6 separate regions of the Mus musculus genome follow, and all the other regions are linked to region 1. A link is a contact called in public Hi-C, HiCAR-type and promoter capture Hi-C data. All regions are on one chromosome and are shown on one strand. The core of a region is the stretch at or near the end of the contact, and the rest is flanking DNA. Distances in the headings are between cores, read along the strand shown. Region 1 holds the start of Tbx18 (T-box18). Region 2 holds the start of Morf4l1 (mortality factor 4 like 1). Region 3 has its middle 24 kb from the start of Rasgrf1. Region 4 overlaps 4930524O08Rik (RIKEN cDNA 4930524O08 gene). Region 5 holds the start of 4930524O08Rik (RIKEN cDNA 4930524O08 gene). Region 6 holds the start of Ankrd34c (ankyrin repeat domain 34C).

Evidence for each region. Promoter capture Hi-C pulls out the DNA fragments that hold promoters and counts their contacts. A called contact is a pair of places that touch in the nucleus more often than the background predicts. HiCAR-type assays count read pairs that join an accessible place to other places.
Region 2: a HiCAR-type map of astrocytes shows a contact between it and region 1, with 4 times the contacts expected there. The contact joins the promoter of Morf4l1 here to the promoter of Tbx18 in region 1. A contact is called at or near these places in 2 of 39 promoter capture datasets (embryonic stem cells and hippocampal neurons) and 2 of 115 datasets of contacts at active chromatin or transcription factors (astrocytes and embryonic forebrain).
Region 3: a contact with region 1 is called in a Hi-C map of cerebellar granule neurons, with 5 times the contacts expected there. The contact joins the enhancer-like site here to the promoter of Tbx18 in region 1. A contact is called at or near these places in 3 of 39 promoter capture datasets (cranial neural crest, embryonic stem cells and hippocampal neurons), 1 of 15 datasets of contacts at CTCF or cohesin (stem cell-derived epiblast-like cells), 16 of 484 Hi-C or Micro-C datasets (cardiomyocytes, cerebellar granule neurons, cerebellum and 8 more) and 9 of 115 datasets of contacts at active chromatin or transcription factors (astrocytes, embryonic forebrain, embryonic hindbrain and 5 more).
Region 4: a contact with region 1 is called in a promoter capture Hi-C map of hippocampal neurons, with 6 times the contacts expected there. The contact joins the enhancer-like site here to the promoter of Tbx18 in region 1. A contact is called at or near these places in 2 of 39 promoter capture datasets (embryonic stem cells and hippocampal neurons), 1 of 484 Hi-C or Micro-C datasets (embryonic stem cells), 2 of 115 datasets of contacts at active chromatin or transcription factors (embryonic midbrain and embryonic stem cells) and 1 of 9 other capture datasets (embryonic stem cells).
Region 5: a promoter capture Hi-C map of hippocampal neurons shows a contact between it and region 1, with 9 times the contacts expected there. The contact joins the promoter of 4930524O08Rik here to the promoter of Tbx18 in region 1. A contact is called at or near these places in 2 of 39 promoter capture datasets (hippocampal neurons and liver).
Region 6: a Hi-C map of embryonic stem cells shows a contact between it and region 1, with 5 times the contacts expected there. The contact joins the promoter of Ankrd34c here to the promoter of Tbx18 in region 1. A contact is called at or near these places in 1 of 39 promoter capture datasets (embryonic stem cells), 4 of 484 Hi-C or Micro-C datasets (all in embryonic stem cells) and 1 of 115 datasets of contacts at active chromatin or transcription factors (embryonic stem cells).

The regions. Positions count from the first base shown.
Region 1 is chr9:87,728,623-87,733,541 of GRCm38.p6, forward strand. It overlaps Tbx18 (T-box18), which reads right to left and starts at 2,638. Exons shown (of 8, transcript NM_023814.4): 1 at 1,913-2,638; 2 at 839-1,043. The coding sequence starts at 2,222.
Region 2 is chr9:90,111,765-90,116,683 of GRCm38.p6, forward strand. Morf4l1 (mortality factor 4 like 1) reads right to left here and starts at 3,056. Exons shown (of 12, transcript NM_024431.3): 1 at 2,772-3,056. The coding sequence starts at 2,811.
Region 3 is chr9:89,883,777-89,888,695 of GRCm38.p6, forward strand. No RefSeq gene overlaps it. Among named protein-coding and RNA genes, the nearest start is that of Rasgrf1, 24 kb to the right of the region's middle. Within about 2 kb of position 2,200, at least 19 of the 459 cell types and tissues checked have an H3K27ac peak or open chromatin away from gene starts, as enhancers often do. A contact at or near this core is called in cerebellar granule neurons, cerebellum, cerebral cortex and 2 more, where this site is marked.
Region 4 is chr9:89,848,529-89,853,447 of GRCm38.p6, forward strand. The region is part of intron 3 of 4930524O08Rik (RIKEN cDNA 4930524O08 gene); the gene reads left to right. Among named protein-coding and RNA genes, the nearest start is that of 4930524O08Rik, 24 kb to the left of the region's middle. Within about 2 kb of position 2,238, at least 14 of the 459 cell types and tissues checked have an H3K27ac peak or open chromatin away from gene starts, as enhancers often do. A contact at or near this core is called in hippocampal neurons, where this site is marked.
Region 5 is chr9:89,824,152-89,829,070 of GRCm38.p6, forward strand. 4930524O08Rik (RIKEN cDNA 4930524O08 gene) reads left to right here and starts at 2,368. Exons shown (of 6, transcript NR_040735.1): 1 at 2,368-3,086.
Region 6 is chr9:89,736,115-89,741,033 of GRCm38.p6, forward strand. It overlaps Ankrd34c (ankyrin repeat domain 34C), which reads right to left and starts at 2,361. Exons shown (of 2, transcript NM_207260.2): 1 at 1,969-2,361.

The sequences.
Region 1 (4,919 bases), core at 1,388-3,887:
ATACTTTTATGCTAGCCAGGTTTTTACCATGTGTACTCCCCGAAAGAGTTGTGTGTGCTTTTTAAAGAACCTTTAAAGGGATCGTATTATTCTTAGATTTCATTACACTAAATGAGCCGAAAACTTGAAAGTGCAAGTTTCTCGCACTGACCTCAAATTAATATGATGTGGCCAACAAATCCATTTATTTGACTAATGAACCATACACGAATTACACAGTCTAAAAAAAACATTAACTTCGTTCCAACGTTTTTGCATTCTATTAATTTAAGGTAGTGGACTGTGTGTGTGTGTGTGTGTGTGTGTGTGGTGTCTACAGTTTTAAAAATCAGACTAATGATTCTTGATACATGATTAAACATGACCATAGTGACTTTTCATGGTAGCCTAATATCAGAATAACACAATACACCATGGACTGGGTGCTGGGACCAATCTGGAAGTTTTGAATTTAAAAAAAAGAAATCGGAGTATGCTAAAAAATACTATTAAAATAAAAAATAACTAAAACAGGAGAGGTCATGTATAACCTAGTTCAGGACTGATAACTAGAGCCTAAATAAATGTAAACTGAGGTGCACATGACATACCTGTAACTACTTCACACTCCCTAACCCAGAGCATGGATCGCTAAGGCTGTAGCACCCAACTTGACAAAGATCTTTCAGACCTAAATGAAACTGGGCCGGGATGCGCCCTTCCTCGACAGTGCTTTGGGAAAGAAAGCAGTAAAGATTTAGAAAGGAAGCTACTGTCTGGGGCCCTGTTGGGTGGGTCAGAGCTGCGGCCAGGGTCCGGTGAGGCCAAAGTCCCAGGACACACGGAGACTCAAGCTTACCTGCCGGCTTTGGTGATGATCATCTCGGTGCCTATTTCGTGAAAGCGCTTCCAGAGCTCCGCTCCTTGCAGATCTACTCTCGGGGCCTGCGGCGCGGGCAGCGGGGTCCCCGGTCGTGCCAAGCCAGGTACGGGAGACCCTTTCGGGGAGCCTCCCGGGGATGCCAACGGGGAGGCGCCCTGCAGGAAGCCATCCTCACAGCTGCCTGGACAGCAGAGGGTAGAGACGGGGAAGCAGTGAGGGGGCGATCCGGCCTTGAGGATCATCTCAGGGCCAGGCCCTAGGACAGCTGCCCGCAGTCCTGCCGCGCGGGGCGATCGGAGTTGCCTTGAGGCCTTTAGGGTCCCACCGAGTTCCTATGTCCCAGAGCCAGGCCCGCAAACTCCCCATGCGCCCCGCCTTGTGGGCCTGAGACCTGTCCCCGAGCTCACTGTCCCTGGGCGCAGATCTCACTGCGGCCGCTGCCGGGATCTGCTCCGGTCACCCCTTCCTCCCTCCGCCCCAGGAGGCCGCCGGGCCTCTGGGCCTCGCGCGAGGCACTTTCTGAGAACTTCCCCAAACCCCGCTCCAGGCAATCCTCCGGGCTGCTGGCTCTCCGGGCCCCGCAGCACAGCGGATAGAAGAGAGCTAAAAGCCCGCCCCGAGGCGCCCTGGGCTCCGGAGGAGTAGCGCTCCGCGTTCAGAAGGGCAGAGAGTGTGGGCGAGCTCGCCGCCGCCTCCCCGGTTGGCGCACCCAACTTCTGGGCGTCCGAGCCCTTTTCCGCGCTTTTAGCCCGCGCCCTCCCGCACGCGCCCCGGGGGCCCCTAAAACTTAGAGAAGTGAAAAGCAGCGGCAGCCCTGGGCTCGAACCCTCCCGGCGCAGAGGCGAGGACGGCGGCAGCCCGCCGAGCCGGGCAGAGAGCCGCGGATGGACGGTGTGCGGGGCCGACGGCTCAACGCCTGCCCCCGGGGCTCGGCGGCGGAGGCCCGGGAGGAGCGGGCGCTAGCGCTGCCTCACCGAAGCTCAGGTTCGCGGGAGCCGGGCGGAGACGCACCGGGAAGCCGCTGGGGCAGGAAGGGATCGATCGACTCACCCGCCGCTCCGCGGGAGCCACAGCTCCGCTCCGCGTCCGCGCAGCTCCGCGCTGGCCCGGACGCCGCCCCGGCTGCCGGCGGCGGGGCAGCCGCTTCTTCGTCGGCCTCCGAGCAGCCGTGCTCCCCCGCGCCTCCGCTACGGCTGCAGCCTGCGTCTTCCACCGCCCCCGCCGCCTCTTCCGTGGCCAGCTTTCTCCGCTTCTTTTGAAGCTGTTGCTGCTTCTCGGCGCCGATCAGTGCCTCCACAGAGAAGGCGTGCGCCTTGAGGCTTAGCATGCTGCACGGTGAGCCCCTCCGCTTCTCCGCCATCCCCGCCTCCCCGAGCCCGCTCGCCCCTCTCTCATATACTCGCGGCTGGGGCGCACGCACGCGCTCGCCCTCCTGGCCCCCCACCAAACGCTCCGCAGCTCCCGATGCCTCCCGAGATCTGTCCCCTTCCTAGCTGCGGGCAAAAACAAATTTGCCGTTTCCTCTTTCTCTGGCGTTGGGATCCGAGGAAGCAGGAACGCGGCCGCCAAGTTTCCTTCCCTCTGTCTCTCCCTCGAGTTCAATGATGCACTTCTTGACTCCCAAACCCTCCACCTCCTCCTGCTGCTCCAAGATCTGCCTCGACTGATGAGCCCGAGAGGACTAACACGGGGAAAAAAAAAACACTCTGCGGACACAAATTAGGGATTGTAATTGAAATTTGTTGCCTTGATCTGTCAGCACTTCAAGGCAGGAGAGCGGTGGGAAGAACTTGCTCATTAGTGTCAATAAAGCGGCGGGGGAGGGTCCTATGGAGCTGTCCATCACCGAAACGGTTTACCAATCAGGAGAATCTAACTCCGCTCAGCCCGCGCCCACTTCCTTACAAGGTCGGAAAATCTCAGACCGAAAAGCGCCGCCATCTGGCTCGTCTCTGCCAGTCTCTAGAAAGCTGAACCCTCTTTTGCTGACACCCGCCAACCCAGTCGCTTCTCAGGCTTTTCTTATCAGGACCAGGAAAGGCTGAGCCTCAGGGTTTAACCGAGAAAAGAGATCCGTAACTAGTAGTATAGAGGATCTTTCAAGGACCCTTAAATCTCCGGTCTCTCATCCCTGTCCATGGGGCTAAGAAGTACATTTGGAGGAGGCAGGAACTTACAGCCAACAGTTTGTTGTTTCTCACTTAAACATTCCTGCATCTATTGATGCCCACTGTATGGAGAGAATGACCACGGGCTTGAATCTTACTCCGAAGATTTTTTTCTTACGTGAGATGAGTTTACGCATATTTGATATTTTTTAGATTTAAAAATTAATCATTGTAATATCTCTCAGACCTTCATATAACCGATTCAGGAAAGGTGTCTCCTTTTATTTAGGACTAATTATTTTAAAACGTAGGTCCTGGGATTTTAATTCTGTTTGTCTTTAATGATATAGGTTTAACTTCAAAACTTCACAAAGTAAACCATGTTTTATGAATTTCTGTATGTTTTTTGAAAGTTCTGTATGTTAAAAGTAGCTTCGTATTCATATTGGTTTTTTTTTTTAATCGGCGTGTTTCTTTAAAATAAATTCAAAAGAAAGCAGAACTCTAGAATTGAACGATCGCAAACATGTATGTGCAGTTCTGTTGTTTAAACTCAACATTTTCTTAGGATTAACAGGATGTGGGTTTGATGGGGATAATAAAAAAAATCACTTGTAGAATAAAATTCACTATGTGCACAAATCTTTAGTATAAAATAGGCCAGGGACGATTCGTTTTGTTTCATTTTGCTTTGCCTCCTTTATTCGATGTTCATTTAAACACTGCAGTCCTAGCTTTCTTCTGGCTTCTCCTCGGCATTCAGGAAAATGGCCTCTGAAAGTACCATCAACCCCGGAAGGAGGGTTTTGTTTTTAAATCATAGATAGAGAAACCTGCAGTTCCTTCAGGACTGGAGTGCTGGGAAGAAATTGAACCAAGCAGCGAGTGCCTAGAGGCGCCTGCAAGGCCTGGGCCAGAAAGGACTTGGTAATATCTTTGCTGTGGATGCAGATTTTTAAATGCCTGAAAAATGCGTTCAATTGGAAGACATTGTTTTATTTGGGGCACTGGGAGCCGGTGTAGCCTACTGGCTTGAAGCTGTCTGGAGAAGCTCTCGCAGACTCATCAGAGTGTAGGGTGATGTGGTATCCTGAATAAGTTCAACCCGGTTAGTGAAGTTTGGCCTAAAGCGGGAGCCAACCAGAAAGCTTGAAGAGGCAGCCTGGAAAGTTCTGGGTTAGTAGGGAGAGTCTAGGACGAAGTCTGTAGAGTTTAAGCAAACAACTCAAGGCCCTGTGTGAAGCTCCCGCGTGAAGCTACGTATCTTCAGTTGCCCATTGAGCTAGAGCGCCCAGCCCCAGCCCTGGGCCCTCATAGATGGTCCAATGGAGCGGTTCTCCGAGCAAGGCCGGCTTGCAGCCTAAGGGATTCATAAATTCTGTGACGGAGGTGGGGGGGGGGGTGGAGTCACTAAAAGGTTTCTGGCATACTCGACCAGCCCGCAGGAGGAGGCTGGGCGGCTGATTCCAAGAAACCGCAGGGATTTCCAGACCGGAAGCCTACTTTGTAGTTATGATCTTGTCCCTTTAAATGCCGCACAGTTCAAACTGGTTTGGGATGTTGAAACAGGCCTTCTAGGCTACCCTGAGGAGCACAGGGTCCCAAGCCCTCCGCTGTCCCTCTGCGTCTTCTTCCAACGTTACCCCTGGCAGCTGGAGCCTCGGGGTACAAAATTTGACTTGGGTTCATATAACAAACAAACTGGAAAACAATATTACAAACTAACAACAAAAATAAAAGTAGTAGCTATGGGTCCAAGTATGCGCAGAGCTCTTGAGGCAGAATGAGGGCGCTAGCTCCCTTAGCTTGAATGAGGGCGCTAGCTCCCTTACTACTGGTCCCACTGCTTGAATCCCGCTCCAGCTCCAGGACCAAGGACAAACTGGTTCCCCCTTGGGTTGCAAACTGTGTACACAGAGCACGACCTGCAATCCTTGGAAACTATCAGA
Region 2 (4,919 bases), core at 1,806-4,305, 2.4 Mb after region 1:
TTCCCAGTAAGCAGTAAAGAACTCCTTGTGAGTGTTCACAAAGCAGGATCCAAACAGCAGGAACAAGTGTGTAAAAGTAGTGATACATGTTGTTCGCCACCGGTGGAACACAGAACAAACATGTGAAAGTAGAAGGGAGATGCTGATCCTGACCACCTTCTGGATTCCTACCACCATATCTAACGACTCTGTATCTAATGATCTGTGCATGCCATGGGAGCATTCTTCAAACTCATCCTTAGACTCGAGTGATTTTTAAGCTATTTTTTTCATAAGCTTCACCAGAGACCTTTACTGTTAGAATTCTAGAATAAGGTCCAGTAACTTTAACATCATGGCTCTATAAAATTCTGTACCACTCAACTGTTGAAAGCATCACTAAACCTAAGCCCACATTGAATAAAGATGGATAATTGACCAGACTTTCTTTTCCAACAGTCCAAAGCTAAGACCCAAATAAATGGGTAGAACATGCTACTATTAAACAGAAGCACTAAGCTCAGATCTGTGATTACTGATTTCACTCCAGGTTATCTTTTAAACTAATCTGAAATACCTTTTTAAAATTGGCTGCTTCAGCTAAAAACTACACTAAGTAAGGCTCTTTGAATAATGAAAATTTACACACACACACAACTAACTAACTGATGTACATCAGTCTAACAAGTGGAAAGGACAAATTAAGAAGGCAGTTCTCCATCCTCAGATCCACTCTACTCTCAAATGACAAAAATCTTGCCCTGGGCTGATGAATTTTTTAAGAACACACCACCACCACCACCACCACCACCACCACCACACACACACACACACAAGGAACTGAGAAGCATTTCTATTCCCAGCAGGCCCAGTTCCTGGAAATCCAATGCCGCCTTCTGGCTTCTGAGGATACTCACACACATAAAATAATGCAACACAAACATCAACAAAATGGAAAGTTACCACCTTTCACTATCAAAATTCTACCAAGATTTCAAAATAATCCCATCAACACTGTTTCCTTTCTAGATGTTCTCTGGGTTATTATCAACCATTCTTGATTTCTAGTTTCTAACATCAACCAAGGATTTAAGCTTTTGTGCTCTGACAATCAGAAATCTATGGGCCTCTTGGCATGCTCTGCTACATAAAACATCAAATTACAAAGGAAACCAACTGTTTCGCAGAGTTGGCAAAACTACAGTGTACACCATCTTACACTATCTACAAGTGAGGACCAGCCAGCTCAGTGTCTTCCATAGTAGCTAACTCTTCACACTAGTTTTTGAGATGGTCGATTACTTTAGCTGTAGCTCACCCATGGGCTGACTGGACAATGAGCTAACAGAGATCCATCCACCTGCGCAGGTCTCCACACTCCCTGAACCTCCACTGGGTATAGAGCAACACCCCGTTCCCCATACACACACAAGAGTTTCTCTGTATAGTTCTGGATGTCCTGAAAAGCTCTAAGTAGACCAGAATGGCCTCAAACTCAGAGATCCGCCTGTCCTTGTACATCGATTAATTAAAACGTTTCGATTTGGAACTTGAGACTTTTAAAAGTCTGGCACTTTACTGGTTAAACATCCTAGAACAGGAGTTACGCAAGCGCCTGGACCCAGCATGTATGATGATAAACACAGACGGCCGTATCTGGCAGTAACAAGTTTAAAGTGTTCCTTTTTATGCTTATAGTTTTATTTCCTTTAGTATATCAGTAAATCACCTCGACAGATGAGTTGTGAGAACCGAGTAACTGCTTTCCATTAGCAGTAACCGTTCATCAGCAACGTTCTCAGTCAAAGCCAACTAATAAGCGTTAGCTTTCAAATCGCCATTAAAATCGAATACTACTACAACCAGTCAAGCAACTACTGTATTTAAAAATGACAAAGAGGCCATGCATCTCAAGATGGAAACGCCCTAAGGAGGAACTAAAAACTGTTTCCACGAGAACCGCTCGGCAGAGCACAGAGTACTTAAAGGGCCCTGGCGCACAGCTCCAAAAACAGCAAAACGATGCCCTCAGGCAACAGCAAGCCTAGGAACTCGCTCGGGCGGCTCCAGTTTTATTTTTTTTTCTGTCCCCACCCATCACTCAGAGGCAAGAGGAGGAACTGGTCTGCGCGTGATCGCCGTGCCAGGGGGCGCTGCATCTGGCCCGAAGCTGCGTGTAAGCTGCGAGACGCCGGCAGCCATGATGGCGCGGCCATCTTGCCGCGGCCATCTTACAACGCAGTTCTCCCGCCGCGGGGCGCACAGCCCACCCCCCATCCCCTGTCCTCCCAACAGCAGAACTCCACACAACGCCGAGACAGAGCCGCTCGTTTGTCCAACAGCCTCGAACCTTCGGCCCACAGTCGCCCGCGCGGCCCGCGGCCGAGAGCTAAGCGGGGAGGATGCGCTGCCGCTGCTCCCCTCCCCCACGCCACATCACCTCCCAACCGTCGCCGTCGCCATCGCTCACCCGCCCGCCGGGCACCTCCCTTCAATAGACTTTCTCCGCTCTCGGAAAAACAAACAAACAAGCGCCGAGGCTCTGCCACACGCACGGAGATGCCCTCGGCCCTGGCCGTGGCCGGGGGCTCGCTTTCGCGCCACCGAGCACTGTCGCGGATGACGCACTGAGATTACCCTCCGCAGTGCGCCTTTCCCCCTTACAAAGCAAGGCCTGCACGGTTTCCCCCGGCCGCAAGCCCCGCCGACCCCGACCCCCAAACCTCCAGCGCCCTGAGTCAGCCTCTCTCCCGTGCACCGTTAGATGCCTCTCCCCAAAGCGGCACACTCACCCTCCTGGAATTTCGGCTTAGGGTCCTGCTTGGGCGCCATTTATAAGTGATTCGCCGCCTCCTCCTTCTCCCACCACCCCCGACTACCGCCCCCTACTCTCTACCCCACCCAACTCAGCGTCAGACGCGCCGTCGGCCACAGCCAGCTCTACATCCTGGGCGCGATTTGCCAGCGCCGCCTGACCTCACAGCACCGCGACCCGCGCAGCCGCCGCCTCAGCCAACGGCTAACCGCTACGCACACAAGCCTGCGCCCGTGCCGCCCAGAGGCATGCCGGGATTGGTAGTTCGACCTCGGATGACGCCAGCAGGGTGGGGGAGGGGAGTGGGAGACAATTGCCCCCCCCCCACGCCCGCGATCCACCACCGCCCCTGTCCCCAACCCCAGCCCTCTAAGTATCCAGACCCCAGAGGCTTGTTAAAACCCAGATTTTTATTTTCTGTAGGTGACAAAGAGGAAGGAATAAGTAAATCACTAGCTAGTGACGAAAGGATGGGAAAAACTCAAGGGGGGCAGATGCTTAGATAGGAAATGAAGCCAGGTAAATGTGGTGGGGTGTTGAAGTGGCCTGAGGACAGGACTGTCTCTGCAGCCTGAGTTCCACGGCATCACCAGGACTTGGCCTAGGAGAGCGCTGGAAGCCAGAAATGAAGCTAGATGCGAGTGAGAAGGTGATCCTCTCCAGAAGCTTCGGTGTCTAGAAAGCCATGCCCTGTTTGAGGGAGTTGGGGGTTGGGAGGGGGTGGGGGTCCGGTTCCCATGACTATTTGTAGATTGCAGCTTCTGACTCTTGAAGTACTTAGTCTCACTAAAGGGGGCAAACCTGGATTGCTGTCAAAGTCAAGGTTCCATACTTAACCCCTTTGTACCATCTTTTGCCATCTTATTTCTTTGGGGTAGTATTGGATGTATACTCAAAAAAAAAAAAACCCAACCCACAACAACAACAAAACCTCTCTTCACATTGTTCCTATGTTCAAAAACTCCTTAATGTACTCTGCTGTGAAATAACACTGTACCCCTGTACCCACTAAATTACATGAATTGCACACAAAGGATCAGAGCTGTTAATTAGGGAGATAAGTCAGAAAACAGTCACCCTGATATTTGAAGCCCTTCCACACTTTGTAGCTACCTAATTATCCTAGGCAAACCTTTATGTCAAAGCCTTTTCTCTTTTCAACAGAGTCTTACTAAATATATTTAACCCTGGCTTGCCTGGAACTGGCTATATAGACTGAGAGGACCATGAACTCACAGTGTCTAGCTCCTGAAACTCTGTCTCTATTTTTTTTTCAGTTATTTTTTTTTTTTTTTTTTTTTTTGAGACCAAGTTTCTCTGTGTAGCCCTGGCTGTCCTGGAACTAGCTCTGTAGACCAGGCTAGCCAAAACTCAAACATTTACCTGCCTCTGCCTCCCAAGTGCTGGATTTAGAGGTATGCACCACCAAACCTGGTTCTGATGTACTTTAAACTACTTTGTGAAAAGTTTTCTCAGGTTACATTTCAACCAGCAAGTTGAGGATACCTGTTTTCCCACATCCTTGCCACACATGTTATTTCCACTCTCTGATTTTAAATCAACAGAAGTATGTTGTGCAGAAGAAGCTAGGTATAAGAGTGAACATTTTCATCATTGATTCAAAATCAGGACAGCAGCCAGGCAGTGGTGGCACATGCCTTTAATCCCATCACTTGAGAGGCAGGCAGATTTCTGAGTTTGAGGCCAGCCTGGTCTACAGAGTGAGTTCCAGGACAGCCAGGACTACACAGAGAAACCCTGTCTCGAAAAACCAAAAAGAAAAAAAAGAAAAAATCAGGACAGCGTTCAATTGGATGTCCAGGGTGGGTAGAGGGAGATAAATATGAAAGAGGTACTTTTCCACGGGTAACTTTGATGTCTCCATGATGTCGCCCCCAGAGTGATAGTTAATGTTTCCTTTGCTGTTCATTGTTGAACCAATAAAGTCCTGTTAAGTACAAGAAGAAAAAAAAAAGGGCACTAAGGAATCTTGGTTTTTAGATCTTTTATGATTACGTGAATTTTGGGGCATGTCCAAACATACACATAAATTAATAATCTTTACCATATCTACATTATACCTTAATAACAAATTTTAAAATTTATTTATTGTGTGTTATGCAGC
Region 3 (4,919 bases), core at 950-3,449, 2.2 Mb after region 1:
GAAACTATATGGAAATAGTGTAACTAGAAAAATTAATTCCTAAACTTGGAAAAACAAATTATGCCTTATTAATAAAATTTGAATCTGGAACATTCACTAGCCTGGGGGATTTATTTACTTGATTTGAACGATTTGAATGGGGAGAAATTTTAGTAACTTCACTTATTTTATGGGAATTAAATTCTTTTTCTGTGTAGCTTTGTTACATATACAATGTCTGGTACAAAACCCATGACCTAGATGCAACATTGTTAGACTTTTGCCAAACACAACAAAGGAACTTATGAAAGGACCTCCCAAATGGTTTCTTTCCAACCAAATGGTTTCCTCCTCTACCACCTCCTCCTCCTCTTCCTCGCCTTCCACCTCTTTCCGATGATACAGAGGCTGCTGCTGCTGTTATTACATGGCCCTGGGATTTCAGCTGCATCTGAGTCTTTCAAAACATATTCTAGGCAAGATTAGCAGCGTCAGAGCCTCCCTGGGTGTGGTAGGTCTTCCAGCTCACACTAGTTACAGAGAGCCCTTGATCTGTCCTGCTCTTAGGGTTTCTTGTAAGCTTACTGGAGGGAGGGAAGGAGGGAGGGAGGGAGGGAGGGAGAGAGAGAGAGAGAGAGAGAGGGAGGGAGGGAGGGAGGGAGGGAGGGAGGGAGGGAGAGAGAGAGAGAGAGAGAGAGAGAGAGAGAGAGAGAGAGAGAGAGAGAGAGAGAGAGAGAACCTGGACTTCCTGATAATGTTACATTTAAGGCTATAAGAAAAAGACACTTTGCCATACACAACAAAGGAACTTATGAAGGGATCTCCCAAATGGTTTATCTCTAACCAAATGGTCTCCTCCCTTACCACCACCGACTCCTCCTCTGCCTCCTCCTCCTCCTCATCGTCATCGTCATCATCATCATCGTTGTCATCATCATCATAATCCCCTTCCTCCTTCTCATTAAGCCTCTGCCTGCCCAGGTTTGCTAATGGTCCCTGTACTTGAACAAATGTGGGGCCACTCTCTAGTCATTATGGGAGGGACCTACACAGGGAATGAAGACTAGGCCATATGTTTCTTTGCAGCTACCAAAGCTACACTCTACCACAAATGTGGGAGGAAGGATTGTGCACATATGGACATATGCGAAGGGTGAGTGCTCTTTTTTGAGACCAAGTCTTTCTCTGTAGCCCAGGCTAGACGAGAACTAGTGATCCCCTTGCCTTTGCCTCTAAAGTACTAGGATTATTTCCACACAATTTAAACACAGCTCTTTGCAGCCAGACACACTACTGGGTGGGAAAGTTGGGGATAACCCGGGATCCAAGCAGAGAGGTTTCATTGCCTTGCCAGTAAGCTGCCTGAACTCGGGCTGGTATCATGCTTCTGAGGAGAGCCAGGGTGTGATATGGAAGGCTCTGCACCACTCTGATCTGAAGGGAGGAGCCCAACTTGAAGATGTGGACTTGGCATTATACGATCTTGAACCCCAACTCTGCAGTTTCCTGGTTCTGCGGAACCTTTGTTTCTAAACAAAGTTGCCACCAACTGTAGCAGCTACTTCAGCTACTTCTGATTGCTAGGATTAAATGCCATGACCAAAAGAGACCCACAGAAGAAAGATCATTTTGGCTTATGGTTCCAGAAAGATAGTCTATAATGGCAAGGTAGGCATGACAGCCAGCTGCCAGAGAAGGAAGCCGAAAGAGTACAATCACACAGAGAAAGCAGAGAGAGTGTTCTGGAAGTGGGTCAAGACTATAAACACTCAAAGCCCACCCTCAGCAACACAGCAAGACCCCTCACAATGCTACCAACTGGGGACCTAGTGGCAAGTGCCGCCTCTTCTTCATTCTGAGCTGGGCTTGAACTTGCTAGGTCATGAGTTTTGCATGGACCTAAGAAATCCAAGTGCTTCTGAGACCAGACCTTAAACGCTGATGGTTTCCATCCTTGGAATCCAGCCCTGTGCCCTGCTGGAGAAACTGAATCCTGGAGAGACACCAAGAGCAGCTAGCCAAAACCCGGCTGTCCTGGCCACCTGGCAGAACAGTGGGCACAGAACGCTTTGAAGAAGTCTGGGTTGAGACAGTAAGAGGCTGGTGAAGCTCAGGAAATCCTGCACCTTCCGGGCTAAGAACAGGGCCTTTCCTTGCTGCGTGCATGGGTAGAGAGCTGTGCAGCACCATCTGAAGAGCGCACCCTGCAAGTTGCAGGGCTCAGCATGCACAAGCGTGTGCCTGGTGCTGTGTGGGCTGAGTGTTAGAAACAGGCTGTGCAGGCTCCCTCCCACAAAGCAGACCTCATTACCACCTGCCCCTTCCGGGCTTGGGCCAGCCTACTGAGTCCTTTTTTTTTTTTTTTTTTTTTTTTTTTTTTTTTTTTGCTTCAGATCAGAGCCAGCTCTTGATGGGTCAATTGATACATGTTGAGAAACCTTTCTCACTGGCCTCTGCAACCATCTCTTCTGCCACCATCTCTGCCACCATCGGCATGGACAGACCTCCTCTCTACTTCTGTCAGCCTTGCCTGCCTGCTGGAACCATCCAACTCACAGATTCCCTCCCCAGCCTGCAACAGCAGGCCACTCAGCTCCCACCCCCTACCAACAGGCTCCCTGCTTTGCCTTCTCCTGAGAGACTGACTGTCCTGTACCCTGGGGTGAGGGGGGATGTCCCTCATGGTCCTCTATATATCCCAAGATCCTCTCCTGTGCCCTCCAGCCTCAAGGAGACTGAAAAGACTAAGTCACACTCACCATTGTACACTGGGTATCTGACTTGCTAGCTGGTATCTACCAGTCAACTGACGGATGTAACTCTCTCTCAAGCTCCTTGGCCCCTGAAGTCATGCTGTGTCTGAAAAAATGTAATGAAGGGCTATAGGGAGGACCAGCAGACAAGGTCTGTTCTAGTTTGGTTTCTATCACTGTCATAAAACACTTGGACCAAGAACAGTTTAGGTGAGGAGAGGGTTTACTCGGCACACACTTACAGGTAACAGTCTACCACCAAGAGAAGTCGGGGATGGAACTCAAGCAAGAGTAGAGGCAGGAGCATGAGCAAAGGCCAGGGAGAAATGCTATTGGCTGGTTTGTCCCCCACAGGACTTTCTCAGAGACAAGCCAGTTCACCTGCACAGAGGAGGTACTGCTCACAGTGCAATGGATCACGCCATTCATCGATCAAGAAAACGTCTCATAGACCAAGCTGATGAAGGCTGTTATTCAATGGGTTCCATCATTTCAGCTGACCTCAGTTTGTATCAAGTTAACAAAAACTAACCAGCACAGGCTCCAATTATCAACACAAGGAAAAAGGTCCCCAGCCTTAAATACCACTCAGGGTCACTGGACACTAAAATTAGTGTTGTTTACCAGACATTCAGCCAAACAAACAGGAAGGGACTGATATCCAGCCAGTTCTCTACCTGACAAGCTGGATGTTCAGGGACAGTGCTGCACATACCCAAAGGCTCTTTTATCCAAGTTACACAAAAGTCCTGTGCGGGTCAGCTATAACCCCTGCCCACTTAGGGCAGCGTCCCATTCTACCATAACACTTTCCTGGTAAGCTCAAGTCTCAAGACTACCAGAACCTAAATCTCAGTCCTGATTGAAGCAAATGCTATATATCATAGTCAAGTTGACTGGCTTAGATCATTCTATCTCACAGGAAATAGAGCGATTGTGTATCTGGCCTGCAGTGTATACCTGGAGTATGTAAATCACAAAGGAGAATTTGAGTCTCCGGTTATAGAAACTCGGAGTGAGCAGCAGGGAGTCCACCTGCTACCATATAGCATAGCACAGCTAAGCACCTATGAGCTCCATCACCAATGCAGCAATGGGCTGAGATTGCCTCTCAAGAGATACACCTGGGCACACCCAGATTGCTCTCACAGCTGAAACTGCAGGGCCTGTGAGATGGGTCAATAGGTAAAGGTGCTTGTCACTAAGCCTGAGTTTGATCCCTGTGGTGAAAGTAAAGAGATGGAGTACACACACACACACACACACACACACACACACAATCTTTTAAAAACAATTTGAAGTGCTATTTCAGAGTCTCAGTCATCTCAGTTTCAAAGAGAGCCTTAGCCCCTTATATAATGTTATCTCATCAACCAAATAGCCTACCAGTATAAATGTCCACCTACTCCTGATGAACAGAGATGATTCCTGTCTCCTCAGAGTTTATATTTGAGTAGCTAAGTTATAGATAGATAAATAGATAGCTAGATAGATAAAGATAGAGAGATAGGGGTAGAGAGGTAGAGGTGGTAGAGGTAGAGAGGGAGAGAGAGAGAGAGAAAGAGAGAGAGAGAGAGAGGGAGAGATGGAGATATTGCAAGCAAGGGGACCTGAGTATGAGTCCCCTTGACACTCACATACAGAACCAATCATGGTCATACATGCCCATAACCCCAGTGCTTTCAGTGACAGAGACAAGACCACTGGGTCTGGCTAGCTGCTAAGAAGTTATTTCCAGGTTCAGTGAGAAACTCTGTCTCAAGAGAATAAGAAGGAGGGAGGGAGGGAGAGAGAGAGAGAGAGAGAGAGAGAGAGAGAGAGAGAGAGAGAGAGAGAGAGAGAGAGAGAGAGAGAGAACAGGACTCCACATGTCTTTCTCTTGCCTCTGCATACACATGGGCTCATAGGACTAGCTGATCTACAGGAATTCTCCAGGCCTTCAGCACCACATTGGGCTGCTGAGACATCCAGAATAACTATGGGTTTGCGGCCTCTCCAGTGTGAGGCAGCCATTGGGCTACTCAGACAGCATCCTAGAAGCTAATTTAATAAAGCCAATAATACAGCTATATGTTCTATCACTTCTGTTCCCTCAGTAAAACCTGACTAATATAAGAAAGCCATAAAATTATTTCAAATTCTAACATGTATAATAAAAGCAACAAATATGGGGGAAGAATAAGGGAA
Region 4 (4,919 bases), core at 988-3,487, 2.1 Mb after region 1:
CAGGTGTAGCCAGAACCTCTCCAAGGCCAGGCACAGAACAGCAGAGTGAGGGAGAAAAAGGACCAGTAGCAGCTAGTCCCTGGGGACATGACTGAAATGGTCCGAACAGAAAGAGAGCAAAGGCAGGATGGTCAGAAGAGAACAAGGAAAACAGATACAAGAGGCATCAGAGAGTGCTGGCAGGGGGCCTTGGAGCTGCTTGGCTGTGGAAGATATGGAGAACAGATGTGAGGTATGGCTTGAGGCTTTCCAGCTGGGTTGGCTTCATTGGTGTTAACCGAGTGAGGCATATGTATGCTGGGAAACCCAGAGAAGCCATAGACACTCATGAAGGACGGGTGCCAGGGGTTAGGGTGTCCAGGCCTTTCCATGTTTGTTAGTATCATTTGATCCTCAGAGCAACTCTGCAAGGCTGGCAAGGTGAAGTGTATAGTGACACTCCCATTTTACAGGTGAGGACACTGTCACTGGTACCATGGGCTTTGTGCCCTCTGGGTGTCAGGACCAGGAACTGGAATACAATATGGGTAGCGGCAGAGCTTGGGTCAGGCTGACCCAAGCTAGAATCTCTTTGACCTTTTGTTAGTCTCTGCCCAGAAGAGAGGCAGCTTCATGTTCTGACTTCAAAGTTGAAATTTCTCCTTTCTCCGTGGCTCACAGCAAAGGTTCTTTTGTTGGTCGGTCTCAAAGGGACCAATTTTCTTGCACTATATTTAACTGACATTTTTTGAAGTGTAATAATTGGACATTTTTATTATTTTTCTCAGAGTAGGGAAGGACTTTATAAGTATGACTCAAGTCCAGCAAAAAACAGCAGCTAAGAGAGAGAAAAGAGAGGGGAGAGAGGGAAGAGGAGAAGGAGAAAGAGAAGGAGAGAAAAGTGGCAAATTTGACTTTGAAGGAATAAACATTGCAAAGAGTCATAAACAAAATCAAAATGCAGCGGGCGGAGGAAAATACAGAATTTGCAATTCAAATGCCAAACAAAAAGCTAATTATTCTAATAGATACAGCACTCTACACATCAATCTGGCAAAATGAAATAAAAGACCCACAAGCAATTAAGAAAATGGGTAAAGAATATGAACCAAGCTTAGTGGAAGAAAATACACAGTTTCTTAATCCATGGAAGTTCTCAGTGTCCAATTAAAAGCACCAACAAAATATCTTCTACCTGATAGTGTGTCAAGGGGCCAAAATATGGCTATTGCTTGATGAAAGTAAAAGAAACAGACTCTTATTTAGCTGCTATAAAGGAATGTTGTTACAAATTTATGGAAGAAAAGCAATAACAATATTAAAATAGGTATCTGCTTTAGTACTCCCAAATTCCATCTCGCCTGCAGAACAGACTTGCATCTCATCACAAAGGCACCAACTCCTGTTTCAATATTGTTTGCTAAAAAAAAAAAAAAAAAAAAGATTAGACACCACTTGAAAAAATCCATCACCTGGAGACTGGCCACTAAATTACTAACCATCCATCTTTTCAAAAGACAAGACAGGAATGATAAAGACTGATTTCCAAGCCTGAATAGCAAAGGCAGAGAAGTCTTTGGAGGAAGGTGCAGTCAGTGCCAGAGAGAGCTACATATGGAGTGGAATTTGCACACAGATGGGAGAATTTTCTGGAAAGATAAATAAGAAACTGGTGGCACGTGTTGCCCCGGGGAGAGAAACTGAGTAACTGAGAACAAGGCACAAGGGAAGATGCTTTCATATGAATCCTTCGCAATTCTAAAATGTTGGCACTGGATAAGTTTATTATATGTTAATATATTAGTTAGAATACAAAATGGAAATTGAACAGTAGACTGAATGGATAAAAGCTATACTTAATGTTGGAAACGGATATTATTAGTTTTCTATGCTACATAGTAAATTATCGCAATTTAGCAGTTTGAAAAGCAAACATTTACCAGCTCGCCCTTTCCGTGGGGCAAGAGTCCAGGCACAGCTGAGCTGGGTTCTGGGTTCTGGGTCTTGCCAGGATGTAATGGAGGTGCCGGTTGGACTGCATTCTTATATGGAGCTTGACTGGGGAGGAGTCCAACTCTAAGTTCACTTGGGTTATTAGCACAATTCATTTCCATGTGGCTATATGGCAGAGGACCCTAGTTTCTTGCCGGGTATTGGCTGGAGGCCACTTGAATTCTGGAAGCTTTCTGTGCTTCCCTGCCATGTGGGAGTCTCCAACAATCTGGTACCTCCAGAAAGCCCAAAAGAGAGAGCCGGCTTCGGTCTGCTAAGATGCTGTCTTATGTAACACTCACTCAACAGAGTGCCAGCGGGCCACCTTTGCCACATCTTTAGGGTGAGAAGCAGAACCCGGGCTTCTCCCTCAAAGACCAAGAACGGCAAAGCCATGAACATCATGAGGTGGGGACCACGCTGGATCTCTGTGGTCTCCCTTCTAGCCCTGAGTTGATTTTGTGAGTGGGAGCTGCACACAATAGAGGTGGCAAGCATCCAAAACCTACAGGGAGCAGGGAGGAATGGAATCCACAGTGAGTGTACGTTTATTTACACATGGGGGAGGGGAGGACAACTTGCAGGAATTAGTTCTCCCTTCCCGCCATGTGGATCTCAAGGACTGAACTTAGGCTGTCATGCTTGGTGGTAAGTACTTCTACTCACTGAGCCACCTCACCATCCTCCTACCAGGGGCTTTTTGTCCAACTGCCCCCCCCCCCAAAAAAAACCCTACCTCCTTGTCATCAGTACTCTTTCACTTCTGAAACTATCTCCTGTCCCCAGGAAATCTGAACCTCTTCAACAGATGTCCTAAGGTTCCTCCAGCCCTGGCCAACATGGTTAACTATGTCCCTGTATGCCTTACTGGCCATAATTGGATGTGGCCAGAGGGTCACATCCCTTACTTGGAAGCTCACCACCGGCCTTCTAGAGTCCTTTACAATTCAAACCCTGATGGAAGTTTTTTGAGTGGGTCAAGGGTCATGCATTTTGTGATAACCAATAAAAATAGTGTGTATGTTCAAGTGCCCCCATCATCATCACCACCACCACCACCACAACTACTAGCTATTGATCTCTTCACATACCTGCCTGTTCTACACCCCACAGTAATCCTACTGGACCACCCTCCATTTGGAACCTACATATCTCAGACCCACAAGTTTCACAGCTGTCTAAAGCAACCCAGCCCAGGTAGGGAGATGCAGTTCTCAAGCCCATGCATGAGGATTAAAAACCCTGTCTTTCCTCCATGTGTCTACCCTTTGCTCAGGAATGCCAAGTCATACGTCAGTTTGACAGAGACTCATGGGGTCTGTGCCTCCTCACATAGGACAACTTGCATCTACAGAAACATGACATTATATTCTCCTTCTGGCACTCTGGAAGGAGAGACTCAAACCATGCATATCTCTCTGACCCAGACCCTCTCATCAAACTTCAATGTGGAAAGAAAAGAGAGATTTCTAGGGCAACTCTCAGGGTGCCTTTTTCATCCTGTATCTTTAACAAATGAGCCCTGCAAAGGCATTTGATCCAACTGTATCCTTCAGAACTTCAAACTTCCCTCTCCATACTGTTGTTCTCCAGAGCTACATTAGCTTCTACTTGCTTACTTCCAGGAATGCTGAGCTCACTACTGGATGAGGGCAGCCCAGACAAGCAAGCCCATGCCCTCTCTTATTAGGCTAAATTTAATGACCCAGCCAATAGAGGACTTCTCATTAGGTCAACATGGTGAGATGAACCTCCAAATAGTTTTATAAATTAGCCTTGGAGAAAAAGCATCACGGAAGCTAAGCCCAAGGAAAATCTGATAATAGCTCCCCACGGGGCCCCTTACTAAATTCATTTGTCCTGATATATAGCACAATACCTAAGGGTGCATGTTTATAAACAACAGAAATATACTGTGCCTAGTTCTAAAAGCCAAAATGTCAGAAGTCAAGATATTGGCCTGGTGTCTGATGAGTGTCCTTTTGCTCCATATTCACATGATAGAAGACAGAATGGCAACTGAGCAGATGTTGCAAGGAGCCTCTTTATAATAGCCTCAGCCCCTTCCATAAGGGCAGAGCCCCATTCATAAGGGCAGAGCCTCATGAATCACTTCTTAAAGGCCCTACCTCTCAATACAATCCCATTAACCAGTAAGTCCAATACTTCAATTTTGGAAGGGACATTGGTGAGTGGCTATTTCCTCTAGTGAGGCCATTTGACTGAGAGATGTCCTCCACAGTCTCAGATGTTTGAACACTTAGTCCCCAGTTAGTGGCGCTGTGTGTGGGGATATATACAGTTTTGCTGGAGAAAGAGAGTTATTGCAGACAGGCTTTGAGAGCTCATAGTTTCTCCCCACTTCCAGCTCCCTATCTCTGATCTCTAGGTACGGATGGAGATGTGATCTCTCCGATTCCTGAGCCTTCCTCCATCTCTCTCACTAATGCCAAGCATCTGATCTCTCTGGAACTGTAAACTAAAATAAACTCTTACTTCTGTAAGTTCCTCTTTGTCACGGTATTTTATCACAGTCACAGAAAAAGTAGCTAATTCATCCTGGTTGGGTCAGTGCCATCTTGAATTGGATCACTGACTTGAAACCCTCACAAATGAAACCCTCATTTGCTCACTTGCCAGTTGGGACTAACGTTACCCCTCATGGAAGGAGGCAGAGGCTCACAAGGCACCTCTTTCCACCTAAGATATAACAGAAGTATTTTTGAGGTACCAGAGGTTCTTCAGTGATGCAACTGCCCACAGGTTACACAGCAGATTCTAGAGACAATGCATTTGTAAGTTTTCATCCATGCAGGAATGGGACTGCATTTCAGGAATGTAGATACCTATGAGTCACTGATGTTCCTGTATGTAATCTCAACAAACTCATTGCCTCACCAAACTAGACTTATATGGAATCATTTCTTTAGTTGGTGTCTTGCCTGGAG
Region 5 (4,919 bases), core at 1,118-3,617, 2.1 Mb after region 1:
GGGGGGGGAAGGTGAGTGCCCTAATTGGACTCTATTGTACTTTGGATGAGGCACTGGGAGTCAGGTGCCTCTCATCTGCAAATACCCTGTGGTTGGGCACAGCACAGAACACTGTGCTCTGTGCTTCAGCTCTGAGTTAACCCTACCTGGGATGGTGTCCCGGCTTCACCCCTTAATGCAGTGGTTCTCAGCCTGTGGGTTATGACCTTTGAGGAATTGAAAGACCCTTTTACAGAGGTCAACTAAGACCACCTGTATATCAAATCTTTATATTCTGATTAATAACAGTAACAAAATTACAGTTATGAAGTAGCAACAAAAAATAATTTTATGGTGGGGGGGGGGGTCACCACAACATGAAGAACTGTTATTAAATGGCCACGGCATTGGGAAGGTTGTCTCTAGAAGTTGCTTGAGCTTTGAGCATCTGTCAATCATTCCCTGGGTCTCTCCCTCACTAAATCGATGGGAGGGTCAAGAAGGCTATCTATAAAGCGCTTACAGGCATGAATGAATTGTATTTAATGGGAATGGAGGTGAAATTCTGCATGTAATAATATCCAAGGAGCAAGTGCAGCTGTATTCAGTACGGCGGGACACGGCTTGAGAGCAGCGGGGAGTGTCTTGTCAATCCACCCTTGCATTCGCTTATTTAATAGGCGTAGGGATTTTCAGTGGCCATGACAGTGAGAATTCACAGAACAGTGGGCATGCTATGCACTCCACGCCTAGATTCTGGATATTTGGACTTCAGTAACACAGTGAAGGAGATGGTGACCATGTCACGGGCAAGTGAGGACCAGCCTCAAACAGTCCAGTGTGGACAGAGGCAGACTTGATGGCCACGGTGGTTAGGGAAGAGAGAGTAACACAGAACCCAGCCATAGTGTTCACTGGTGTGGTAGAGAAAGGGAGAAGTGGGATGGGAGGACCTTGTTCTAGCTGGGAATATAAGATGTCCATGAGATCCTGGCCCTCTCAGACCCCAAGGACAAAGATAAGCATAACATTTGAATGCTTGGTAATTTCTCACGTATCCAGGACACCCTCATACAGAAGACTTGGGGTGGGGATCAGGTAAGTGGTGGGAAGTCACTGGTGCCCCAGTGTTGATAAACTGTTCTGTGGGTGTGGCCCTATGTTATTGTGCAGGGAGGGGGGGCCAGGAGAGCTGCCAGTCTCCAGGCCTTGTAAGGAACAGAGAGGACATGTGGACTTCTGCATGAGTGACTTGCCAAGCCCAGTGACAGATCAAAGCAAGGTGTGGGCCAGGGAATGTCAAGATAAGATCCTGTCACCAGGAAATGAGAAACTGAAGAGGAGAGTTATGGGTTGTCCGAAACTGCTATACAGCCAGAAATTCAGTCCAGAAACTGGGACAAGGACCTCAGTCAGACACCTTGGGGACGTGCTCAGAATGCTCTAGTGGACACACCAGTGGCTCCAACAGTTGGGCATGATGTCTCCTGAGGTGCTGAGTGCCCCTCGTCAGTCCTGTGAGTGCCACATGGGCCAGCTGCAAATCACAATTAAAAGCCCAGCGATTCCGTGGTGTCTGGGAGAGGACTAGACATTGTCTTCAGTGAAGGTGTGTGCTCTCCTGTAACAACACCTTTGCAGCCATGTCTCTGTAAGCAACACTAACAAAACTCAGTAGTTCCTCTTTGTAAAGAAGACATGAATGTAACATTGTGGGGCCTAGCTGGGGTGGGAGGAAGGCTCAGCAGGAGAGGCAAAGTGACAGGAAAGGGTAATGGAGGTGACTAGGAGTAAAATACGTGCTATATATGTAAGAGACTGTCATAATAAAACCCATTATCATGCCTAAGTAACATATGCTAAATTTTTTAAAAAACTACATAGTAAAACTTAGAGGAAAATATGCCACACACAGATATACACATGCATTCATACATACATATATAAATATATACACATATACATATATACACAATACATAAATGCACACACATAGATACATACACCCACATATATGCAAACACATAAGCAAATATACACACACACAAATATATACACATATATACTCACATGGACACGCACACAGCCCCACCATCAACACCTTTTCTGGTATGCGATAAGTCACTCTCCAGTTCCAAGACTCAGTTTCTGTAAGTACATGGTGATAACAGGCCTACTTCCCAGAGCTATTGTGAGAATCAAGTGAACTAACCGTGGTGACTTAGCCTCCCTCTTCCACCTCTACTCATGATTTGCAAAAAGGAGACAGAACCGGTCACCGATTCCGTGGCAGTGTGAAACTGACTAGAAACTGAAGCCAGCCATCATCCATCCTTGTAGCTTAACAGAGCCCGCCAGGACTGCCTGTTGTCAGTTCCTGTCTTTGGAGTTCCCAGGGATCACGTTGGGATTACAGGACAGGAAAACCAGCAGGCAGAGGTATACAGAGCTGAGACCATTTGCCCTGGTTGTCAGTTCTGATCTAGGGGACTTGGCTTTTTTTGTTGTTTGTTTGTTTGTTTGTTTGTTGTTTTCTTCATTTTTCTTTGGCTTTTAAAGCACGTCTACTCAGTATTGGTGACCAAAAAGGAGCCCGATGTGAGCGTTCTGAAGGTAAGGCCTCTCCCCTGAAGCTTTATCACTAATGCACTCAAAGCGGCAAAGCCACCTCAAGAAACGCAGACAAAACACTGGACCTTTGTCTCCTACAACTGCTGGTCTGCACAAATGCTCCCTAGACCTCAGGGGATTTCACAGACCTCCTAGATGCCAGGTTGAAGGCTGACAGTGCCCATCCCCCATCACTGCAGTTATGTAAGCCTGCTTCCGGTAAAAGGCCCTGGCGAAAATCACACGCAGTTAGTGGCATCGCCAAGGGAACATTGTCCATCATGTCTCTTTGGGCCTCCTGATGCTCCACTCGATGTGAGAATATGAGGATCAATCAAGAGAAGAGACTAACCTCGAGACAGAGCACTAAATCGAGCAGAAAACAGGAAGGCCTGTCTTGGGCCTCCATTTGCGTAAACCTACAGACGCCATCAACTCCTCCAACAGCCAAGGCCTTTTCTGACCACAAGGGGGCGCCCGCATCATGCTTTAATATAGTACGTGCTTGGGATGTTGAGAGCGTGGAAGACTGCAGTCTCAAAATACAGATAGGGAAACTGAGGCCAGGAGAAAGCAAAGGGTTCCTAAGTCATTCTGGGTAATTTTCTTCTCTGTGATCTTCACTCCCATTAAATTGAGTCATGGCTTCCACCAAGGAATACGTTTTACGGATATTCCTCCGACACCCGGATGAAGAATGCTACTTGCAGACCGCCCCACAAGAGGGAGCACCTGTGAGCCTCTGAGCCCTATACCCACCACGAGCCTTAGACAGAATGAGCTTCGTACAAGATTTTGATCCAGGGATTCTGGCTGGGATGTGGAAATTGCTAGTCTAGGTAGTCTCAGAGGAGACCCACCATCCAGAAGCTTCCCAGATCTAATCCAGAAATGTCTGCAGCTTCCAACATCTAGAGAAGCCTCCGTGAAAAATTCTGCAGGCAACAAGGGTTAAAACCAAGTCGTTCACTTCAGACAGTACTGTCACAAGGCCAAGACAGTCATCAGGGATTGTCACTCAGAGTAACGCTGCTATTTACTCTGCTTGTCCCAATTATCCATCACTGTTTACAAGTAAAGAAAATGACTGTGATGTCGACTCTGACAACCTAGAATGAGCTGGGAAGAAGGTTTTAATGAGGAATTATTTAGATTAGGTTGGCCTGGGGCTATGAAGGAGTTTCGTAATTGGGTGAATTGAGTTGGGAAGACCAACTCATGTAGAAAGCAGGAGGCACCATTTATGGGGTAGGTCCAGGAATGAATGGGTAGAGAGAGGGCTAAGCACTGTCTTACACGTAATTAATGTTTTATCTGTTTCTGTTTAGGGACGTAAGGGGACAAGCTGCTGCTGTTGTAGTTGACCTGTGAACCCTTTCTTCCCTAGCTTGCATTTGTCGGGTACAATGAGGTTCATGGTGTTTAAGAGAGATGTTCTCAGGGATAAAATTACTTCGTTCCCCAGTTTCTCTAGAGAACCCTCACATAAAAAGCAGGAACTGGTGGGTACCTGCTGAGCAGACACCCCAGACTCTTCCAGCGGCTCAGTGACTGCCTCACCGTTTGCACATGTCCCGGCTCTCCACTTATGCCCAGTTCTTCATCCTTACCACCAGGAACTCTGTAGACATTCCCAGATCTGTTTCCTTGGCATGAGTCAGCCTCCCAGAGACAGCCGGGGCCAGCCTGGTGACTGCATAGGGCAGAAGGCTGCCCAGGATTTGTGCCTTCACCATGGCAAGGTGACAAGGAGATTCCTGAGAAGGTGTGTGGTTTCTTCTACATTAGATATTTGGATCCCTGAGGGAAGCAATCTCTTCTAGACCACATGAAAAACAGGCAAGAGTGCCCGAGCACGTACTCACCATTCAGGTGCTCTGGGCTCCACAGGGCAGTGACCGTTTGTTTATTCCAGCCTCCCTCAAATTCAGACTCTCAGATTAAGTGTCTGGACACAGCCACAGAAACCAAAAACATGTAGTTTTTTCCTTCAACGGAGTCTGAAACCAATCGCCATACCACCAAGTCAGGGGGTGCTGATGACACTCCCAGAGCAGACAGACAGTACTGTCCCCTACTGTAGAATAGGAAGGCGTGCCATAGAAGATGGGTTAGTCTGGAATCAGAAAGGGTATCCTAGGGCCCTTCCACTTTTCGTGGGACCTGAAGCTTATAAAGGTGTGTGTATGTGTCTATTTGTATGTGTCTCTGTGTGTGTGTGTGTCTGTCTGTCTATTTCTGTGTATCTGTCTCCATGTGTATGTTTGTCTGTGTCCATAGATCTGTATGTCTGTGTGTCTGTGTGTCTGTATGTGTATCTGTATGTATGT
Region 6 (4,919 bases), core at 1,111-3,610, 2.0 Mb after region 1:
GGAAGTACCAGTCCTAGGCAGGAGGGCTACAAAACAAAGATGCCAAAGAGCTGTCTAGAATTTCAGCTCTGTTGCTAGGTAGGTACATAAGGCACTGGAATTCAGACCCAGGATACTTCTGCCAAATGAGTAGAATAACTCCAAGTCCTGACTACTTCACAGTATTGTTATAAGGATCAAATGGTAGGCAATATGTGAAGGTCCTGCAAGAAGTCCTGCTTTAAAAATCCCAAATGGTTACTACACTGTAGTACTCTTGTCACACATCCCATCCATGGGGCCTTGCCCTGCTCTGAACCCAAGTATAATAGTATTGTGCATGACTGTCATTTACACCTCCTGTTCTGTCCTCACTAATTCCACCAACCACAATTAAAATCCAATGAACATGAACACACACACACACTGAGAGAAAGAGAGAGAGAGAGAGAGAGAGAGAGAGAGAGAGAGAGAGAGAGAGAGAGAGATTGATTCTGTCAGGGAACCACTATCCTAATGCTAACATTTTTTTATTCATTATTTATTTTTGAAACAGGATCTTATATATCTTAATGTCCTCAAAATCACATGTAAGGGAGGATAGCTTTGAACTTCTGGTCCTCCTGCCTTCCCCTTCAGAGTATTAGATTGCAGTCATGCAGGCTCCATGCCTGGTTTTACAGATTCTGAGAGTCTTACACAGGGTTTTCAGCATGCTGGGCAAACATCCTACCAACTGAGCTGCAGTCCCAAACACTGGTCCTTAATTAAAACATATTCAGTAACTTTGTCCAAAGACACAGCACTACAAGTCTGATCTCATTCTGTCCACGCTAACCCCCACTTCAGAGCTGTTGCACAAAGGGACTTAGCTCAGGCTTATGGTTCCACTTGTGCAGGCTGGGGTGGAGTTTAAGATTCAGTCTGCTGTAACAGTCCCTGTTTGTATAAACTTGGACAAGCCTCTTAGTCACTCTTGCTTCATTTCTCGACTGAAAAATGGGAATAAAAATAGCATAGAAATGGAACTATTATGGTATATAAAATTATACAATCTATATAGAGCATTTGGCACCGGGTGTTGGCATGCGGTAAGCGACTTATAAAAGATAAGTACTTTGGAAAGTTTGGATACACCCTCCCAAACAGAGGAGGCCACTTCGTTTAGCTGCAGCATTCGCGGAACCTTGGAAAGATACCTTTGCACTCCGCCCCTTCCTTCTGTAGTCACAGGAAGCAGTTAGAAGCCGATTAAAAACTGAACTTCACAAATATTCGTCTTTTCGGTTCAAGAGCCCCGTTTTGCCAAACCCAGGGAGTCACCGCCCACCATGCAGAGGTAACTGCGGAGGAACTAAACAGCGCCTCTGGCTTAAAGCTGCAGGGGTGGAGGTGGGAAAGGGCTCTGTCCGAAGTGCTGAAACCCGGGGTGTGGCTGCGCCTGGTGTATGGGAATCCATTGCTATCAGTGTCTTTGGGTCCCTTCCTGAGGACTGATTATGGGTGGGGGTGGGGTGGCGGAGTCAATTGAAGTCAGAGCCGTAAATGCTCCTCCCATCATTTCTCAGAAATTCTCAGACACATACACTTTACAATTTTGTGCACATTTTCAGAATCACACCTTGTCTTTGCCCACTCCCCACAGGTTTATGCAAAAAACGTAAGGCTTTGCTCCAGTTTTAGTTCCTATAAAAACCCAGACGCCCAACAGCCTGCCCCAATCTGCAACCATTTCCTACAAAAGTCCCTGGCTCCTACGCATGTCATCCCCACGCGTTAATGCAAATATATATATTTTACATTAAATCCTTTCATTCCAGTCTCCCACAATTTCCTGTGATAAAAACAGGCTCTCTCCTACCAGCCCCGCCTCCTGCCCTGGCTAGAAAACGCAGACTTACTTCTGGGGAGACTCTAGACTCACCTAGGTGACCAGCAGAAAGCCTTTGAGGTGCACTTAACCCGTGGGGGGGGGGCTTACCTGCTTACCCAGAGATGCTACCTTGGTCCAGGACTTGGACAGAGCCATCACTTCCACAGCACCTCCTCCTGCGGCTTCAGGTTGGCTCCAGGAGGGCTCTGCCTGTCTGAAGCAGAGCCAGAAGCTGAACTAGCCCTGTCTTCGTGGATGCCGTTGAATGACTTGCTCAGAACTTCTTCAAGGGCCACAAATGAAACCTCTGTGCCAATTATTCGAATCACCCTGATCTTCCAACTTGTGGTGGCCAAGGAGAAAGAAGTATTTAATAAGAGAAAGAAGTATTAAAGAAATGTGAGGATGCTCCCTAGACTGCAGCTTCTAGCTGCAGAGCTCCTGCGCAGCCCAGTCCTGCAGCTTGGCTTCTGCTGGCTGGCTCCACTGCTGCCCGCTGGCGCCCGAGAAAGGCTCTCCAGCCGGGAACAGAGAGGGCTGTGTGGGTGGGTGTGAGCGAGGAAGCTGAAAGGAGGGGGCAGTGAGGGTGGGGGAGGTGCCTACCTGCCCCTGTGGGGAAAGGAGCCGCTGCCCCTCCCCCTTGTCCCTAGTTCTCCTTGAAATCAGACTTGCTTAACAACTTGGCAGGAGCCTTTGAGCCCCTGGTGTATTTGCGCAAGTGAAGAGTCTATTCCTTGGGGTCTGGAGATTTGAACGGACCTTTCCAAAGTCTTGTCACCGGTAGGGATTCAAACTCGTGTCTGCTTTGCTTTTCCTATGGCTCTGCCTATTTCAGATTTCCTTGATAAACTTGAGATCTCAGGATGACAGTCCACAATGAGAGAATCTGATTGTGTGTGTGTGTGTGTGTGTGTGTGTGTGTGTGTGTGTGTGTGTGTGTGGTGGCTCCACATGGCTACTTCTGGATTGCATCAACTCCAACCTTTAACCCACCTCCTTCCTACTTCTATGACTTCCCATGGAGTCAACACTAAACAATTTTTAGTTATCTTTTAACTAAATTAATTCATAGCTACTGCATATTATTCAAAGCAGAGTACGGTTTTAGCAAGTGGGTGCCTCCTTCCACTGAGCCCTGTAGACTCCTTTCCCCACTAGTCAGCTTCCTAGAGGTAAGTTGAATTTTCTTCTAAATTTCATGCACACATAGCATTGATTTACCCTACCCCAAAATGTCCTACTTCTTGACATAATTTTAGTGATTTCTATATTTCTTGAAAATTATCTCATTTATATGTTCAACGTTCCAGCACAAAGTTTCAAAGTATTGTCTTGCTATTTTTATGTATGTATGTATGTATGTATGTATGTATGTATGTATGTATGTCTCTGACACTGTTCCAAAAAAATCCTCTTTGCTTTCCTAATACTTTCTGTTGAAATTGTCTATCACTTCTCTTTTACTTATTTTAAAACCAAACTTACTAGATAGCTATCAATGTTACTGATCTTTTAAATGGATCGATATTATTTCCTACTGTGCTTTTATTAGTCAGCAGTGCCATAGTACTACACATGGAAGTTTCCATTCAGTCCCCATAATTTTTTAATGACTTGAGTTCTGTTTATGGAGTCCCCTTAATCCCAGTAAAAGTTAGTATAGTCACTTCTACATTTCCCATCTTGCTAAGTGAGACTTTCTACCCCAGAATCTCAACAGTGTTTCTTTCCCTAAATGTTTTCATGGTTTGTAACTATTATATTTGTGCAAAGGAGTAATGCAGAGGTTAGAAGCCAATTATTCCACATCACCCCTGAAAAATCCATTTTTTCATCCCCTGATTTAGCATGCTACTTGACAGTGTTGCTGTAGGGTTAGGGGTTAGGGCTAGGGTCTGCAAACTCTACTTGCATAGTCTGTTCTTTTTGTGCAAGCATACTGCTGCATTCAAATTGTTTATTTACATAAGGGTAGTTTATTCCACTCCTATGAATAAAATGGTGCTTGTTAGAGATAGCTGATCATTCATTGAGTGATACCAACCTAAAAGGATGATTCTGCCAACATTCCAGTTTCCCCCTCAGAAACATTTCAATTATTAACATGGTTATCTATTCATTGAGAGTTCCTTAGATGACCCTCAAAAACCATCTGTGCCTCATGGATTTTTAAAAGGACAGATGATTTTTATTTTTACCTTGGTTGAGTCAATTTTGAGTAGTGTGTATTTGCTTAGAAAAAAATAGACCATGTCTTTCATATTTTCAAACTGTAGTTTCAGTTACAAGTTATCTTTCACAATTACTCATCTTTGAACCAAATCTTTTTCCCCCTTTCATCATCACAGTCCTGTACTCACACATTAGCTTTGCTACCTGTAACTAATATTATTTTGCTGTCTTTGAATTGTATGACTTACATAATTTCCATTTTATAGTCTACTTATATGGCCATTTCAAAAATATTCAATAAGCATTTTCTCTAAGTTTCAATGGGAAAGTAGCATTTTATGTGTAAATGTGTAGATGTATCCTTTCCGTGTCTGTTATGCATCCCAAGGCAGTAGCCTATTGACTAAGAGCACATATCATGGAGATGAACTGTCTGCATCTGCATCTGAATCCCAGGTCTATCCTTACTAACAATGGCATCTCTGGTGAAAAAAAACAAAAAACCAAAAAACCTGAACTTCTTCATGCCCCAGTTTGCTGTTGTGCAAAATAGGATAAATTACTGCGTCTATGTGTGTCCATATTTCTGTTAGCATTTAATCTATTAATATTTTTAAACAATCTGGGCTACAGTGACCTCATTTGCCCTCTTTGGTACTCTTAGATTCAGCTATGAACAAGACAAACATATTCTCTGCTTTTACAGACGGGACCTGCTGAAGACACCTGAGCTTTTTTTATGGAATTCCCCCACCCCCATAAAAGTTTGTATAGTCTCTCCTACATTTCCTGTCTTGCTAAGAAAGGCGCTCTCTCTCTCTCGCTCTCTCTCTCTCTCTCTCTCTCTCTCTCTCTCTCCTCTCCCTATGTGTATGTATGTGCATTTTTCTATTCT